2 separate regions of the Rattus norvegicus genome follow, and region 2 is linked to region 1. Evidence: chromatin contacts called from public Hi-C data. All regions are on one chromosome and are shown on one strand. The core of a region is the stretch at or near the end of the contact, and the rest is flanking DNA. Distances in the headings are between cores, read along the strand shown. Region 1 overlaps Arhgef28 (Rho guanine nucleotide exchange factor 28). Region 2 holds the start of Arhgef28 (Rho guanine nucleotide exchange factor 28).

Region 1 (5,078 bases), core at 862-3,361:
GCTATAGAAGACTAATTTCTCCTTAAAAGCTTTTAAAGCTTTAATTTTAACTTACGTCTATGAATTCACTCGCGTATGTGAACTACGCAGTGAAGGCATGCAGTGCCCAAAGAGGCCAGAAGAGGGCATTGGAACCCCGGGAACTATATTGCTACAGGTGCTGGGAATCGAGCTCTGGTCCCCCGCAAGGGCAGCAGGTACCCGTAACCACTGAGCCATCTCCCCAGTTCCTCTGCAAAGTCTTACTTAACCAAGATTCTGTTTAAAAGCTCTGCACTGTGCCAAGCCCTCTGTCTGCCAGCCAAATCTGCAGCAGCAGATAAAGTATGGCTTCTTGCCAGAGCCTATCAGTCTTGAAACTTCCCAAGAAGAGCGCCAACCAGTTCCATTCGCCACCCCACCCTCGCTCACCTCGAGATGTGCTCTAGCTCCCCACCCCTCCCCCCACAGGAAGAGTCAAGACACGCCCCCATGCTCTTGTCTCACCATCTCAGTTTCACGGGTCCCTCATGTTTCTTTCCATGCCCATAGCTACATGACACACAACTCTAGCCGAATGCACGCATACAATCTCTAATCCAATGGAGAGCACCGGCGACTCGTTAACTGCAGGAAGTTTAGCCTCAGTGTGAGAGTCAGGTCTGTGGCCCGTACAGCCTCACTCACGCTCTATAATCCCAGCTGACAGAGCAGCGCCATCACTTTCCAGGAGCTTCTGTGATTCCGCTAAGACACCAGGACTTCACTCAAGCAGCAACTTCCGGACAACCATCACACGGAAAGTTCCACCAGAACAACACTGATCGAGTTTGCAAGACAACACCACATTTGTACCACACAGTTTAAAGTAATACAATACAGCAAAGCCCTCATACTTCTATCCTGCATGTTTTATTAGTAGTTCTAAGAGTCCAGACAGACTACCAGCTCACTCAAAGACAAGAGTTTCGAAGTGGCCTCTGGGGGAGCAGCTTCTTCTTTCTGCCTCTGGTTTACATCTGCCTGTTACTGCTGGCTGCTCTCTCTTCTGTCTCAGGGGTTCCTTTAAAGCCCACTCTCACTTTATTTCATAAAGTCAGGAGATTTTCTTCTCTCCCTCTTCATTCAAAAGTTTAAATAATGAGAGAAAATGCTGGAGTCAGAAAGACGTGTCCGTGGCCTTTTCATAGATGGCTACATGTTAAGTTTTGTTCAGCCTCTCTCTCCCTCTCCCCCGACCCCCCCTTTCCCTCGCTCCCTGTCCCCTCTCCTCCTTCCCCCTTTCCCTCCTCCTCTCTCTCTCTCTCTCTCTCTCTCTCTCTGCCCCCTCTCCCTCACTCCCTGTCCCCTTTCCCCCTTCCCCCTTCCCCTCCTCCTTCCTCTCTCTCTCTCTCTCTCTCTCTCTCTCTGCCCCCCCTCCCTCACTCCCTGTCCCCTTTCCCCCTTCCCCCTTCCCCCTTCCCCTCCTCCTCCTCCTTCCTCTCTCTCTCTCTCTCTCTCTCTCTCTCTCTCTCTCTCTCTCTCTCTCTCTCCTCTCAGCCTTCCCAATGTTCCTCCTCAGCCACAATGACGTTACTGACTAAGCACTCAGCCCGGGCAGGGTTACTGCAGTTTACAAAGCAAAACTCTTCTCACCCAACAAGTACATCAGCAGGAGACTGAGGAGAGGTTTTAAGAGTCCCAAATTAAAAATAATCCCACTATTTAATACTTCTAACAGCCAACCCCCCTCCTCTGCCAGCAACGTGTCTGAGTAAACGTTCTTCAAAGCTGACACTCCCGAGAGAGAGTGAGAACAGGGTGCAATGGGCAGCAGCTGAGACATCTTGTGTGCATGGAGAACCACGCTCCCGACTTTGGGGCCCACAGGAGTCATCTAGTCCTCAGTGTTTGCTTTGTTGTTGTTTTGTTTTGTTTTGTTTTGTTTTCTCCTTCCTCTTCCCCTGTTGTGGGCTCTGGATATAAATTATTTTTCTCCTGTTCTATAGCAACAGCGACAGATGTGTGCACACCGCTTGGAACACAACTAAGTCTCTGTTCCAAGTTTAGCGGCCCCTTAGGCCAGGACATCCAGCAAACCACCGCTGGCGAAGTGCCAAGCCCAGAGCAGCACAGTCAACCAACACTGCGGGTGCTTCCTCCTGGCCTTCTCTAGGCTATGGGATTTCCCAACGGTTGTAACAGCTCTGACACGTGTCTACCACGAAGGCTGAACACAATGCCAGGGCCTCCAGGAACCCCCTCACGAGTTGCTGGTGATGCCTCCACATGTCCGCTGCCTCTGCCACATAATACACTCTCAACTCTCCTTAGCCTGCGGACTTGCCTCATCCGCAACCTTCTCACCCAGGGCCACCTCCAAGACAGCTCTGTTCCCATGTGTCCTTTGAGTGTTGTGGTTGGTTTGAATAGGCTTGGCCCATAGGGAATAGGACTGCTGGGAGTAGGTGTGGCCTTGTTGGAGAAAGTGTGTCACTGTAGGAGCAGGCTTTGAGGCCCTCCTCCTTGCTGCTTGCAAGATAGGCTTCTCCTTCTTGCCTTTGGAACAAGATATAGAACTCTCAGTTCCTCCAGCGCCATGCCTGCCTGGACGCTGCCTTGCTTCTGAACCTGTAAGCCAGCCCCAAGTAAATGCTGTCCTTTATAAGAGTGGCCTTGGTCATGGTGTCTGTTCATGGCCATGGAAACACTAAGACAAGTGTGCAAGCAGCCTCAGCTGCACTGCACCTGAAGAAGACTCATACATCCCAGTCGCCGGGCATCTGATGGCAGCCGCCGGGCCCTTGTTCTCCCACTCAAACTTCATTCTACTCTGCTGGCCTCTAAATAATTCCAGGGCTGTGTAGGGGAAAGCAGCGGAGGAGCCCAGAGGCGGGTGGGGGAAATAGGACGTCTGAAGAGAAATGAGAATTTTCAGGTCTGTGAAAAGAATCATCTCTACCCTTCTCTCTTAAGGGACCTACGCACATGGCAGTGCCTGGTCTTCTCCAGAGGCCCAGGGGGTGGGGTGCAGACCACCCAGACTCATCTCCATGGGATGCATTGGGCGGCACTGCGTAACAGGTAGCATGGTACCCAAAGCCCACTCTCCAGGCTCACGGAGACATGAGGTAATTATGGCAACTACCACTCCAGAGTTTGGCCGGGTGAAATCCCTCAGGGGAATGTTTTGGGTTCTTCCTATGTACTTTTAGATTGTGAGTGAGAGTTGTAAGGTTATGACTGAAACGTTAAAGAAAACTGACTAGGAGAAAACTGACTAGGAAGGCTGAAAGAAGTAAGCAAACGGCCCACAGCGCCCACCCCTGGCCACAGGCAATGCAGCATTTTGGAACATACCCAAAACTAGGCGGTCCTGGTCTTCCTGTTCACTCGGCCCGTCGGCCTGGCTTTTGACGAGCTGAAACGGACACAGGTGAGGAATCTCGTTAACACGATTTTGTATTCTCGAGGGCTAGACTGACGATCTTGGGAAACGTCCATGAAAGCACACCCCTCGCACTGCAACACGTAAACAGGAGACTCATCTATGCTTATAATTAGCCCCAGGAGCTAAAAATAAGGAAAGGATGTGTGTCCAGCTAACACACACCTGGAAGCTGCCCACGGGTAAAGCAGTATCAGTAAACATCCTGCACGAGATGCTTCCAGCCACAGCATGTTCTGGAGGATGCCGCTGGTTGATCATCTCGTGCTTACGACGGTGACAACTCAGGATAGCTAGGCTTGGGTCATACATAGCATGTAGCCCATTGTGATCCTAATAAAAGAAATTGGATTATGGGCATAGCCCTGCCTGCGTGTGGATTTGAATGAGCAGGAGGTTCGATGGTCACACCTACTTTAACTCTGGAGAGATACACAGAGATGACAGTGAGGCCAGGTGACCATGGTTCCTCACCTGTCCATCCTCCTCCTCTTCTGAGGGTGATCTGCCAGACTCCAGATTCCTAACCTCTGCAAAAGAAATAATTCTTTAGTTAGAAACACAGACAGGCAAAGACAGACAGACAGACAACGAAAATACATGACAGGTATATACAAGCTACCCAGGACCCTCTGCACGGGATTAGCTAGTTAACAGGCGACTCTACCAGAGACTGAGGTATGTAATCGCCTGACTGCACACACGCTGGGGTTACTACTATGTAAACAAGGCAGGGCGCTCTCTCGGGAAATCCTGGGGTGGCAGGGGTGGGGGGGTGTGCCTTATATAAATCAGTATCCTTGACTGCAAAGGAAGGATGCTCACCACACACACACACACACACACACACACACACACACACACACACACACACACCCCCAAAGGTTCTTAATAGATGCCGAGGATGTGACTGGTACCACCTGAGGGAAATCCTACTTGTCTTCTCCCCTGGATTCCACAGATGTCAGTAGAAGAAAGAAAAACGACTAATTCGTTCTAAGAGACAGGCAGCTGTCTCTTCTGCATGGACGAAAGCACACAGCTCTCGGCACCAACCAGCTGGTTAAGCAGTGGCTGACCCCAGATGCTCTGGCTGGGGGGCCCCCTCCCAGCAAAGCTTTTCCTGGAAACAGTGTTCAGGGTGTTCTGTGACAAACAGGAACCCAGGTGACAGGCACTTTCTCTGTCCCCTGACTGATTGGTTCTCTTCCCAAATACTCAGTTTCCCCGGAAACAAGTTCAAAGACTGTCAAAATAACCATGGAGCATGTTTAGCCTTGGGTAGCGTAAATGCTGGCTTCCCTAGCAGGGGTGGTTAGCTGAAAACCTTTCACCTGAATTTATAAGAATATACAACCTCGCCAGGCCTCAGGATCCTTTCTTGAATCTCCGCTTCTTAGCATGCTGGACCTTTTTTGATGTGGTCCCAGAGAAAGGCCAGGAATTTTCCCAGAAAGTTTGTAAACTGGGCAGTCCCTACCCCAGTTGCCCCTCCTGTTTAATTCAGTTTCCTACTGCCTCAAACCTCCAAGTGGATTTATTTAAGCTCTTGGTACGGCCAGAGGTTTCATTTACACTTAATGTACAAGCCCTTATGTATGAGTTCTCCACGGCAAATCAGATGAGGGTGACAGGTTGCAAAGAAATAAGAATGGAAAGTCGAGAATAGGTG
Region 2 (5,078 bases), core at 1,214-3,713, 170 kb after region 1:
GGGGTGGCATAATGTTCCCAATACAATTGTAACATGACAGCATTCCCTGTGTTTAAAATACACTGCTGTTTTTAATTTAGCCCAGCATGACACAACTCTTGATAACAAATCTTACCTAAAGTCATGAGGGGAACAAGTCCAGAGCTACTTTTCCCACTGAAAGTAACACAAGTACAACTTCCATGAAACCAACCCTGGTAAGACCAGAGCTGTCCTATCTGCCCGGTACATTAACAGATAATAAAATATTGTACTGTGAGAGCAATGTAGGCTCTATTTTGCTCTCTTCTAACCATTTACTGGCAAAGAAGGGGTTTCTGACATTGGAAATTATGAACCTTTTTTTCTTAGGAGTCAAGACTTGATCACAAACTCTGGCAGAACTTAGTTAAGAGCCTAAGTACCGATTTTATATAAAACACTTAATCTTAAAGTAATAGTATAGTCTGCCGCTTAATACCCACTTAGGTTTTTGGTTTTCTCATATGGCATACAATGGACAGAGAGTCACATGTATCAAAGCACATATGAAATTCTTGTCCAGCAGAAGTCTTAGTCACAATGTTTTCTTATGAGAACACAATAAGAAAATATTTCAGAATTTTCCAAAGTATCCCATTTAAAAATATATATATACATATATGTGTGTGTATATATATGTATATATATATATATATATATATACATACATACACATACGTACACACAGTGAAACCATATCAGGGCTAATGAAAATTCAGAGAACTGTGCCACTCACTCTGATTTCCTTCTGTGTACCTTTAAGCGTTTCTTAACGACTTAGAGGCAGGCGGTACTTCAGAGGAAAGTCCCTCAAACACACCTGTTGAGAGAAACTGCTCGCCATTGGCCTGGCTGTGCAGCCTTGATAAGGGAGAAAACAGTCAAAAGCAAACACTGATCCACTGTTCTCCAGTCTCACGTCGCATTAGCTGGGACACACTCCAGAGTCCCACACCTAAGACCTAGTTCTGTGCCTCAGTGTCCCTAACCACTATCAATAATGATACTATCTGAGTTCTATAATCAAAAATAATTACCCATAATCACTATAAAGTCTGCATCAGAATATTACATTGAAATGCTGTCACACTACAACCTCTGCAAAAGGCTTCTGCGATGTTGTCTGCCTTCAAACACTCCAAAGGAGTTAGTGCTACTCTCCATCAAGATTAGACAAACACCTATATGTTTTAACATTCGCATAAAAAAAATTAAAAAAAAAAAAAAACAAGACAGAGGTATGGAAACCTTCCCAGGAAAGGTTATCAGAGCTTGAATTATCATGTCAAAAGTGGCTTCCACAGAGACTGACTAAGGCAAGTCTTTGATTTTGTTTGTGCTATGAGAATAGGGTTCCATTTACTGAGACAGCTACAGGGCCTAGAATACAAGAGGGCAAAGTACAGAACGCAGTGGGTCCGTTCGTTATAACTGTATTTCTAGACTACTTGGTGCAGAATCAAGTGCTCAATCCCCACAACTTGGAGTGTACAGAGACTGGCACTCGAGCAGGGGTCATGGAGTCAGATGCTGGCAAACACAGATGTTACCCTTCCCCTGGGCCCACCCAGCTGCAACCAATAGGCAGGCTCCGAGGGCTCCTAAAGTAGTCTCCCTTAGAAACCTAACTGGTGTCTGGGTTTCCTGGGTGGTCTGAACACCCAGTGTTCACAGAGCTCACAGCAAGAGAGAATGCCCTCTCCACCTGTGACCCCTACCACCCACAACCGAGTATTCCAGAGAAAACTCGTGCATGGATTCCCACCCAGTCCTAAAAGCCCCTCCCAAACAAGATAACCACAGATGCTTTTGTAAACTCAGCAAACGTTTCCACAAAAATAAATGTCCTAAACTTGAGATTGACCAACAGTTTGGGGTATACCCCCCGCACCACCACCACCACCCCGGCGCCAAGCACCTAGGTGAAACCAGCCAGAAGCACAGATGGAAAGAGGGGACTCAGGCTCCCGAGGTTCACCCTTCCCCGGCCGCATGCCTTTGATTTCCACCGCTAGCAACTAGCTTTGGTTGAGCTCCTCACCCTCCGCCCCCTCCCACCCCGCGTGCCCGAGAGGGTGAGGGGTGGCCACTGCCTCCCTTGTGCGCTTCACAGCTGCCGCCTCCGACCCGGCAGCGCCGTGCACTTGTTGCCATCCCCTAGGTACCAGGAGGCGGCGCCCATTCCTCCGGCTGGGCAGCCGGCAGAGTGCAACCTTTCCCCACCTCTGCAGACCCCTGTGTCCTCGGGGACCGTAGAGAAACTTTGTCCCCTGGGAACTCAGGTGGGCAAACTTCGCCCGGGGCTGCAGGGAGACAAGAGGGATGGCTCCCGCAATCAGCCTTTACCTGGAGCTGTGGCTCGGAAGCGCCCGGAGCCCTGGCCAGGCGCTGTCCCCGAGGCCTGCCGAGGGCGACCCGCCGGCCAGCGTCGCCCGAAGCGGGGAAGCTGGTCCCCAGCTGCCCACGCCCCTCCACCCCGCTGGCCCCGCCGAGGGGCGGAGCCGCTGCTCCCCCACCCCACCCCACCCCTACCCCGCTCGCCCGCCGCGCCCACAGCTGGGGCCACCCTCGCGCCCCGGGTCCCCGCCTGCCCACCTCCAGCCAGCCGGGCTCGTCGCCGCCTCATCACATGGCCGCGCCCGCCACCAGCTCTAGAAGGAAACCTGAAGCTGCTGCGGCTCCGCCGCCCCCTCCCTTCGCGGGGCGGCGGCCGGTGGCCTCGGCTTTCCTCCCGCGGCGGGCACGGAGCGGGACCTGCTGGGCCAGGGCAGGGTTGCACCCTAGCGGCGGCGGCGCCCGCTCGCCCCGGGGGCCTCCACGCCCTAGTGGCGCCGGAGGAAGGAGCTGGCCTGTCGGCTCCTAAGAGGAGCCGTGCCAGGCCCAAGGGAGGCTCGGGTTGTCCTCAGCTCAAAGCCACCACACCCGGGACATAATAGTGCCCGGGTCGGTTACAATAGGAAGTACTATTTTAAAAGCAGCAGACTCCCTCTTAATTCATAAGGACGATGGAGGTTCCTCAGCCCCAACCCTGCAGGCTCGAATTCCCTACGTGTTTATGCAAACAGGTGCCTAAACGGCATAAAAAAAAAAATTGTTTGTTTTTGAGAAAGCCACAGCCACTTTTACAATGCCTAACAATGTGAAGGGACCCCCTTGATGCTGCAACACCCGGACACTTAGCAGTGAGTCGACCCCGGATGAAAAGTCTCACCATTGTACAGCCCACTATCAAATAAGTTTAAGATGATCATTGCCGCTTTAAAGATAAAATGAAGTATCTACTTTTCTAAATTACCTTTAATATTAGCTTTATCTTTCTCAAGAAGATGGACCGGCTACCTGAACAGGAGAGATGTGGTGACCCTTCCCTAACCATCAATACCAGATGCCCTGGGCCATCCTTCTAACACACCTGTTTAACCAGAACCGGAAGAATGACAGGATGGCCAAAGAGACCTCAGGGTCTGAGGTCATTAGCCTTGTCTTGGGGCAACTGCTGCCCTTCCTTCTTTATAAAGGACCTGGCATTGGCCTTGCACTACTGACACTTGGTCTCACACCACAGGGCCTTAGGCCCCAAAGAAGAGCCTTCTCCACTGAAGAACCACGAGGTCCCGAAGATAATAAACTAAAACAAAGTAAAATAAAATAAAATAAAATAAAATAAAAGCAATAACACTCTTTTCGAACATCAATATTTTTCAATGTGAAAAAGTCAGCTGGAGATTGGCTGAATCAACACACCACACAAAAGCAGTTTCCAAGCTGGTTGGCAGGAAAGTTCGTAAAAGAAGCCTTTGTCTCGATCCTTCTGTTGCTATTGCCTGTTATATCTTCCTCCTCCTCCTCCCCCTCCTCCTCCTCCTCCTCCTCCTCCCCCCCCCCCTCCTCCTCCTCCTCCTCCTCCTCCTCCTCCTCCTCCTCCTCCTCCTCCTCCTCCTCCTCCTCCTCCTCCTCCTCTTCTTCTTCTTCTTCTTCTTCTTCTTCTTCTTCTTCTTCTTCTTCTTCTTCTTCTTCGTTGATTCTTCATAGGTAGCTTGGAAAGGGCAAGGAATTGTGGGGAAAGGAAAAGTATTAAGACATTAGCTCTTCCACACGAAAAAGAAGCAAACGGGGGCTGGGGATTTAGCTCAGTGGTAGAGCGCTTACCTAGGAAGCGCAAGGCCCTGGGTTCGATCCCCAGCTCCGAAAAAAAGAACCAAAAAAAAAAAAAAAAAAAGAAGAAGAAGAAGCAAACGGAGGGGGGCGGGGGCGGGGACTGGGACGGTTGCTAATGTTCTCAGCAGGATTGTAGAGGACACGTAATCCCACCCACCGGCTGCTGTTTTCTTGCTCTCTCTCTCTCTCTCTCTCTCTCTCTCTCTCTCTCTCTCTGGCACTGAGCGTGATCAATATTTAAACAAGTACTTGGCTTTCAAACTCTCTGGGTTCAAGCTCTAAGCCGCATGCTCTGGCAACCTTGAGAGAAGCGGGTAACCGCCCGAGGCAGAAAGCTATCCCTTGTGTAAATAACCGTTTGCATCCCTTTGGTTTCCATCCTGCAGATAGAGGTCGCTCAGGACACACTAGGACTGAGCTGAGCTGGAACTGCATGTGCTTAGAATTCAAGCTCTTCTATTCGCGGACCGCAGACAAGAAACAATCTGCCAGGAACAAGCAGGTGGGTCACTCCGCTGACGTCACGAGCCCAGCTTTCCCATGAGTCCTTCGCGGTATCCCAGTTCGTCTGGCGATCCAACCTGCATTCACCCTTAACCTTGTATTCTACACAGTCTCTTCCCTAAGTCCCTTCTCTGCTCCTCTGCTTTCTACCACCCTCTGACCTTTGTCTTATCACACAGCACAGCACCTGCCTATACCTGCTGTCATACGCAGGACTATTAAAATTCTTACTCTGTCTTCAATTTGCCCTTTCGAGGACAAAGACCGTTGCTTCCCTGGCGATCTCCAGTCCGGGCCCAGGGCACCTGGGAGATACTGAATGTTAGTTATTTTTTGAAATCAGTGGTGCAGTGTGGAGAAGGTTCATCGCGATCTGCAAACATTAGTGGGCTGGA

The links. A called contact is a pair of places that touch in the nucleus more often than the background predicts.
Region 2: a Hi-C map of Schwann cells shows a contact between it and region 1, with 3 times the contacts expected there. The contact joins the promoter of Arhgef28 here to the enhancer-like site in region 1. A contact is called at or near these places in 2 of 12 Hi-C or Micro-C datasets (Schwann cells and mammary epithelial cells) and 1 of 1 datasets of contacts at active chromatin or transcription factors (oligodendrocytes).

The regions. Positions count from the first base shown.
Region 1 is chr2:31,127,035-31,132,112 of GRCr8, forward strand. Arhgef28 (Rho guanine nucleotide exchange factor 28) reads right to left here. Exons shown (of 36, transcript NM_001415065.1): 8 at 3,881-3,936; 9 at 3,319-3,379. Among named protein-coding and RNA genes, the nearest start is that of Arhgef28, 160 kb to the right of the region's middle. Within about 2 kb of position 2,112, at least 14 of the 93 cell types and tissues checked have an H3K27ac peak or open chromatin away from gene starts, as enhancers often do. A contact at or near this core is called in Schwann cells, where this site is marked.
Region 2 is chr2:31,292,008-31,297,085 of GRCr8, forward strand. It overlaps Arhgef28 (Rho guanine nucleotide exchange factor 28), which reads right to left and starts at 2,464. Exons shown (of 36, transcript NM_001415065.1): 1 at 2,368-2,464.